Linked DNA regions of Ovis aries: region 1 is linked to region 2. The links are chromatin contacts, called in public Hi-C maps. All regions are on one chromosome and are shown on one strand. Each heading gives the region's core, a stretch centred on a gene start, on an enhancer-like site or on the middle of the called end of the contact. The rest is flanking DNA. Distances are from core to core; before and after follow the strand shown.

Region 1 (3,351 bases), core at 10-2,509, 200 kb after region 2:
TGCCCCTCCTTCTCCTCCTCTTTCTCCTCCTCTCCCGGCTCCTGCGGCTGTGACCACGGCCTCTCCCCCTCCGGCCTCAGGGCCCACACCCCCCCCTCTAAAGAGTGGTCGGATCGTGGGGAAGGGCCTCATTCAGGGATCTCCGACCCAGCGCCCCCTCCCTCCTCAAACCGAGAAACTGAAACTAGACAGGGAAGGGAGAGAGGAGGGGTGGGGGGAGGGGGGCGGTACACCTACGACCCATCTCAGGGACCCACACACCTTCATTGTTTAAATGGAAATGAAAAGGCCAATTCTTTTTTAATATATAAAATTATTCTCTGGAGCCTGAGCTCGGTGTTGGGGGGTGAGGGAGGCCCTGGGGCTAGATAGCACCCCTAGTGGAGCTATAAACGCCAACCATTTCTGTCTCTTCTCTTTTCCCCACCAACCCACGGAACTCCTCCTCTGATCCCTTCGATCCTCCTGTCTTCCGGTCATCTTCCCCTCCCTCCTCCTTACCGCCATCCTTCTCTGGCTCCGCCTCTACCCTCGCCCGCCCTCTGGTCTTGTCTTTCGCATATTCTCCTGATCCTCTTTCCACCACTTCACGTGGTCACCTGCATTCTCCGTGTCCTCTCTGAACTCACGCTACCCCCTCTCCAACCCTCGCATGTCCGTTCCCGTTCTTCCCTATGTCCTCTCCCCACCCACTTGCCGGGCACTCTGGCCGCAGACACGCTGGACGAGGCGGAGCGCCAGTGGAAGGCCGAGTTCCATCGCTGGAGCTCCTACATGGTGCACTGGAAGAACCAGTTTGACCATTACAGCAAGCAGGATCGCTGCGCAGACCTGTGACCCAGGCGGGACCCCCACATCCCCTGCCCTGCCCGCTCTGCCTGGCCCCTCAGCTGTATATACTATTTATTTATGGGCTGGGATATTACACGGAGGATCCCTAGACCCTGCCCACCCACCTCCGACTTTCCCCTGGGGCTCCCGGCCCTCTGCATGCCTCGGGCCGAGCCCCCTCCCCCGCGGTGCCTTCGCCCTCTGGGCTGCCAATAAACTGTTAACAGCCAAGGGAGTGTGCGCGACTGAGGAGTCGGGGTCCGGGTAGAATGCTCCAACCTCTGGGGCGGAGTGAATAAAGGGGTGGGTGTTAAGTCGGAGCGGGGAGAGGAAGCTGGGCGCAGCCAGTAGGGCCCGCCGCGAGTAGGAGTTCACGCCTGCGCAGTGAGGCTGGCGGTGCGGGCGCGGCGGTGCATTGTGGGAGACCCGAGGACCTGCTTGGTTCCTCACCGCCGCGATCGCGCCATGTGCTGCTACCAGGGGCCGGACGAGCGATCCCGGGGCCCTTGCGCCGGTGCTGCCTGCGATCAGCCCTAGACTCGGGGCGGAGGAGAGCTGGAACCTGGAGTTCGCGCCGCGCTGCCTGGAGGACGCACCTGCCTGGCCCGAAAACCGCCGCTCCCGCCCACCGCCCTGGAGCTGCTGAAAGACGTCCACCTGGGCCTGGCCCTGCCCGGCCGCGGCCCCACCCGCCTGGCCGTCGTCTCGGGCCACTACCTCTACTACCACTACGGCTGCGACGGAGTGGACGACCGCGGCTGGGGATGCGGCTACCGCACTCTGCAGACGCTGTTCTCATGGCCGGAGGGCCGGCCCGCGGGCGTACCCGAACTGGGTGCAATGCAGGCAGCCCTGGAGGACATGGGCGACAAGCCCCCCGGGTTCCGGGGCTCTCAGAGCTGGATCGGCTGTGTAGAAGCCAGCCTCTGCCTGGACCACTTCGGGGGGCCCCAAGGGCGGCTGCGTCATGTTACCCGTGGAGCAGGGCTTCAGGAGGAACTGGAGAGGCTGTACTCCCACTTCGCTGGGGGCGGGGGGCCTGTAATGGTTGGCGGGGATGCAGATGCCCAGTCCAAGGCCTTGCTGGGAGTATGCCTGGGCCCAGGCACCGAAGCCTACGTCCTGGTGTTGGACCCTCACTGTTGGGGTGCTCCGAAGAACCCCAGCGAACTACAGGCTGCTGGTTGGGTGGGCTGGCAAGAGGTAAGCACAGCCTTTGACCCCCACTCCTTCTACAACCTGTGCATGACCAGCTGTAACTCCGAAGAGCAGACCTGTGCCCTGGACTGAGGCTAAGTTCCCAGCACTGAGCTGCCTCTAGCCCTGTACACATTCATCCACCCTCATCTCAAAGGCAGAGGCTGCCTAATGTCAGACCCCCAGGAAGTTCCAGCAAAGCCTGGGACCTTTGCTGTCAATAAAGTGGGAAGACCCAGCTAACCATGGCCCCAGCAATTGGGGGGGAGAATTCAGGGAGGTCTATATTGTACTCTCTCTCTCTATATATAGATAGATAGATAGATAGATAGATAGATAGATAGATAGATAATAGATATATACACACACACATGTATATATTCTGCCTGCAATGCAAGAGACCCAGGTTTGATCCCCAGGTCAGGAAAGTCCCCTGGAGAAAAACATGGCAAGCCACTCCATTATTCTTGCCTGGAGAACTCTGTGGACAGAGGAGCCTGGTGGACAGAGGAGCCTGGTGGGCTACAGTCCATGGGGTCACAAAGAATCAGACACAACTGAGCAATGAACACTTCATATATACTAAGCCAAGAGTCACCACGCAAGTGCTTTTACTGGCAGTAGGGCTGAACGTACAAAAACTTCTCAGAGCTAGATAAGACAAGGCAGTCACAAGTACAGATGATGTCAGGAGTGAGGAAAAGTAGGGGAGTCAAAAGAAGTCCACATCATCTGGAGCATCCAGGTCGCGGTATTCCACAATGGCCCGTGGATCTCCACGGACCATCCTGTGCGGTCAGAAAGAGTTCAGATGGGGTTAGAGTTGAGGGTCTCTGAAAGGGAGTTTGCAGAGGACCAAGAAAACGTAACCATCTTAGCCCATTCTCACCTATTTCGAGGTTTCCCAGGGTAACCTCCCTGGCCTCGGAAGGCATCATAGTTCCCTCGGCCAGCACCATAGGGAGCATGGGGGTATGGGGGTCCTCCTGTGGGGACTGCAGGGCGAACAGCACCAGCTAGGAAAAAGATCAGCACAGAGTTGAAACATTGTGACCTCAACTATACCCTAAGTTTTCTTTCTCCCAGCCCCAGTTCAAGTCCTTCAGCTCCCTCTTACACTTACCTCCATAGCCCAAGATGGGGGGCCTGGGCTGACCATAGGGCATCAGGCCCTGGGGAGTCTGGTGTGGGTAGGGAAGTCCCGGGGTCAGACCTGGGGGGAGTACAACAAGGACAGGGACATGAATTACTGCGGGGGGGGGTGGGGGGGAACAATGTGCTTTTAGTAATATGGCCTGAGAGTGGGGTAGAAACTTAGGTCTC
Region 2 (3,096 bases), core at 247-2,746:
GTTTCCAGAGTCTTAGGGCGAGGGTGCCCTGTATGTGCCCACGGGCAGCCCTGTGTCCGCAGTTCTTGTGTGTCTGGCATGTGTCGTTCCACTCCCCGCCCTCCCTGCCCACACCCCCGCACAGCTCTCTGCCTGCACCGCAGCCCCCCTCCAGCTCCCTCCCTCCCCTTCATTCCTGCAGTGGCTGCTCCCCTCGCCTCCCTCCCCTCTCCCTGCCCCCTCCTCATTTCCGTCCCCCCCCACCCCGCACCCCCGCCTGTGGCTGGTCTCCCTTCACTGGACCCGGCTCGCTGATGGATTCTCTTTGCGCAATCTGTGCGTCATCTCCCCCCCCCGCCCCCCCCCCCCCCGCGCCCGGAACCTCTAACTATCCAAGCCCCCAGCCCCAACCCCTCTGACAGGAGATTCGGACGAGGGGTCTGGTGGCAGAGAAGGGTGATCTCTGACGTTGCTTTTGAACCCACCCTCCACCCCCCACCCGCATCGCGTTCAAATCTTCCCTTTAAGCAAAGAAGAGAGATTGAACTGAGTCACCCCCGCAACCTGCACAACCCCCTCCCCACCAGGTCTGCTCTCGTCCTCCAAACGTCCTTTGGGGGGTAGCAGCAGGAGGGGAAGAAGCAGGAAGGTGGTGAGGAGAGGTGGTCTGAAAAAGGGCACAGCGGGGGCGCCAATGTATTCTACAGAGTCAACTGGACAGAAAGACAGACACACCTTTTTCTCCAGACACGCACCGACCACGGACAGACACGACACAGAGGCACACATATCCTCAGTCTTTCCCCTGTCTCTTCCAACTCGGATCCTTTCCATCCAGATCACTCAAACCGCAAGATCCACCCATGTGCCCCAGCCCAGGGCACGCACCCCGCACCGCAGATCCGTGGACAGCGCCCGCAGGCGCGCAGAACCATCCCTCCTCTCAGGTTCACGCCGTCCTTGGGCGTGTTTCCCATGGACCCTGCAGTCAGGAGACGGGGAGTCTGGCTCCCTCCTCAGTTTTGGAGTCTTATCTTCCCCCTTCCCAGTATGGATCTCCTACTGGGGCCCAGTCAGACTCTGGGAGTGCCCCCACCCTATTCCACTCGCCGGGTTCCCGCCGCTGCAGGTTGCTCTGTAGCCCACCCTCCCGCCTTGCAGCGGCTCTGCATTCACCCTTCCATTCATCCTTCCATTCATTCATTCATCCTTTTCTCCTCGTCCCTCCTTCATTCATTCATAGCCCCCTACCCCGCCCGCCTCAGCATTTCATTCATTCATTCCTTCATTCATTCATTTCCCCTGTGCTAGGCTAGCGCACGCCCCTCCAACCGAGGCCCGCAGCGCGCAGGCGCGGGCCGGGAGAGGCACGTATCCTCCAATCGTTGGGCGTCCTCCCGCCTCTAGGCTCCCGCCCGCTTCCCCATGAATGAACATTGACGTCAATGGGGCGGGGCGATTCCCACGTGACTTAGCGGGCTCCTCTTTATAAGGCGGTGGCGGCGCGGGCGCTGTCCAGCGTGCTGAAGCCTGAGCGAGCGAGTCTCCCGGAGCCGCGCGGACCCAGCTGAGCCCAGCGCACTGGACGCCAGACCTCGACCATCTCTCGTACCCTAGCCACCGCTCGGAGCCGAGGCGGACTCATCCCGATCTTCCCCTGTCCCCACCCCGCCCCGACCCTCTTCTCCACCTCCCGCGTCGTGGCACCAGCTGGTAAATACTCTGCTGTCCGTCCCTCAAACCCTCGGCAGTCGTTGGGCGTGAGGGGAGGGTTCTCTCTCCCCACAGATGGGAGTGTTGAAAACACAGCGGGGAGCCCCCGGGAAGGGTCCCTGTAAATGGGGGAGTCGCCGCTTTTCTCTTGCTGCTGAAGTCGCCCACGCACCATCCGGGGAGTCCTGCGGGGAGGGAGCAGATTTTTTTCCCCCTGCATCCTTGCTGCTTAGTATGTGGGCGCTGGCAGTGAGATGGCTCAGGGAAGGGGGCGAGGAGGCACTGGGGAAGCAAGCGTTGCAGACGTTTCCCCATTTACACGATTCCAGAGATCGGCACAACATCGTCCTCCTTTGCTCCTAAACGTCCCTTTTCTGGGTAAGGTTAGGGAGACAAGGGAAGCCCCGGATTTCCTGATTAAATATGGGGGAAGGGGATATAAAATCAGAAAGCGGAAAAATTCTTACAGAAACCCTCTCTTTCTTTGGTCCCTTCTCCGCCCCCCCCCCCCCCCCCCCACAGTCTCCGGCAGTCCTTCGGTCATGAAATCGCTCAGGTTGCTGGCTACTGTCCTCTTCTGCCTGCTCCTACTGATCAAGGGGTTGGGAGCAGCGCCCCCCGGGCACCCTGAGGCTCAGCCACCTCCTCCCAGCTCTGAGCATAAAGAGCCGGTAGCTGGGGACGCAGTGCTCGGGCCGAAGGATGTTAGCGCCCCAGAGGTCCGAGCCGCTCGAAATTCAGAGCCGCAGGACGAGGGAGAGCTTTTCCAGGGCGTGGATCCCCGGGCGCTGGCCGCGGTGCTGCTGCAGGCACTCGACCGCCCGGCCTCGCCCCAGGCGCCCGGAGGCTCCCAGCAGCGGCCAGAGGAAGAAACAGCAGAATCTCTGCTGACCGAGACCGTGCGCAGCCAGACCCACAGTCTCCCAGCGCCAGAGACCCAGGCGCCCGCGGCCCCTCCTCGCCCTCAGACTCAGGAGAATGGTGCCGAAGCGGCCGATCCCTCGGAGGAGCTCGAGGCGCTAGCTTCCCTGCTTCAGGAGCTGAGAGATTTCAGTCCTAGCAGCGCCAAACGCCAGCAAGAGACGGCAGCAGCAGAGACGGAAACCCGCACGCACACGCTGACCCGAGTCAACCTGGAGAGCCCCGGGCCGGAGCGCGTGTGGCGCGCTTCCTGGGGAGAGTTCCAGGCGCGCGTCCCGGAGCGCGCGCCCCTGCCGCCCCCTGCTCCCCCGCAATTCCAGGCGCGTGTGCCAGAGAGCGGACCCCTTCCCGAAGCCCATCAGTTCGGGGAAGGAGGGTCCTCCCCCAAAACACACCTAGGTGAGGCATTGGCACCCTTGTCCAAGGCGTACCAAGGCCTGGCCGCTCCCTTTCCCAAGGCGCGCCGGCCGGAGACCTCCCTCC

Evidence for each region. Hi-C and Micro-C count contacts between places; a contact is called where the count stands out from the background.
Region 1: a Hi-C map of liver shows a contact between it and region 2, with 2.4 times the contacts expected there. The contact joins the promoter of UFSP1 here to the promoter of VGF in region 2. A contact is called at or near these places in 2 of 16 Hi-C or Micro-C datasets (liver and tail adipose tissue).

What each region holds. Positions count from the first base shown.
Region 1 is chr24:36,200,427-36,203,777 of ARS-UI_Ramb_v3.0, forward strand. It overlaps UFSP1 (UFM1 specific peptidase 1 (inactive)), which reads left to right and starts at 1,260. Exons shown (of 1, transcript XM_004021001.4): 1 at 1,260-2,271. The coding sequence starts at 1,672. The coding sequence ends at 2,121. It overlaps ACHE (acetylcholinesterase (Cartwright blood group)), which reads left to right. Exons shown (of 5, transcript XM_060405641.1): 5 at 1-1,062. The coding sequence ends at 53. It overlaps SRRT (serrate, RNA effector molecule), which reads right to left. Exons shown (of 20, transcript XM_027961907.2): 18 at 3,152-3,241; 19 at 2,918-3,044; 20 at 2,609-2,816. The coding sequence ends at 2,741.
Region 2 is chr24:35,996,774-35,999,869 of ARS-UI_Ramb_v3.0, forward strand. VGF (VGF nerve growth factor inducible) reads left to right here and starts at 1,497. Exons shown (of 2, transcript XM_012104845.4): 1 at 1,497-1,692; 2 at 2,215-3,096. The coding sequence starts at 2,235.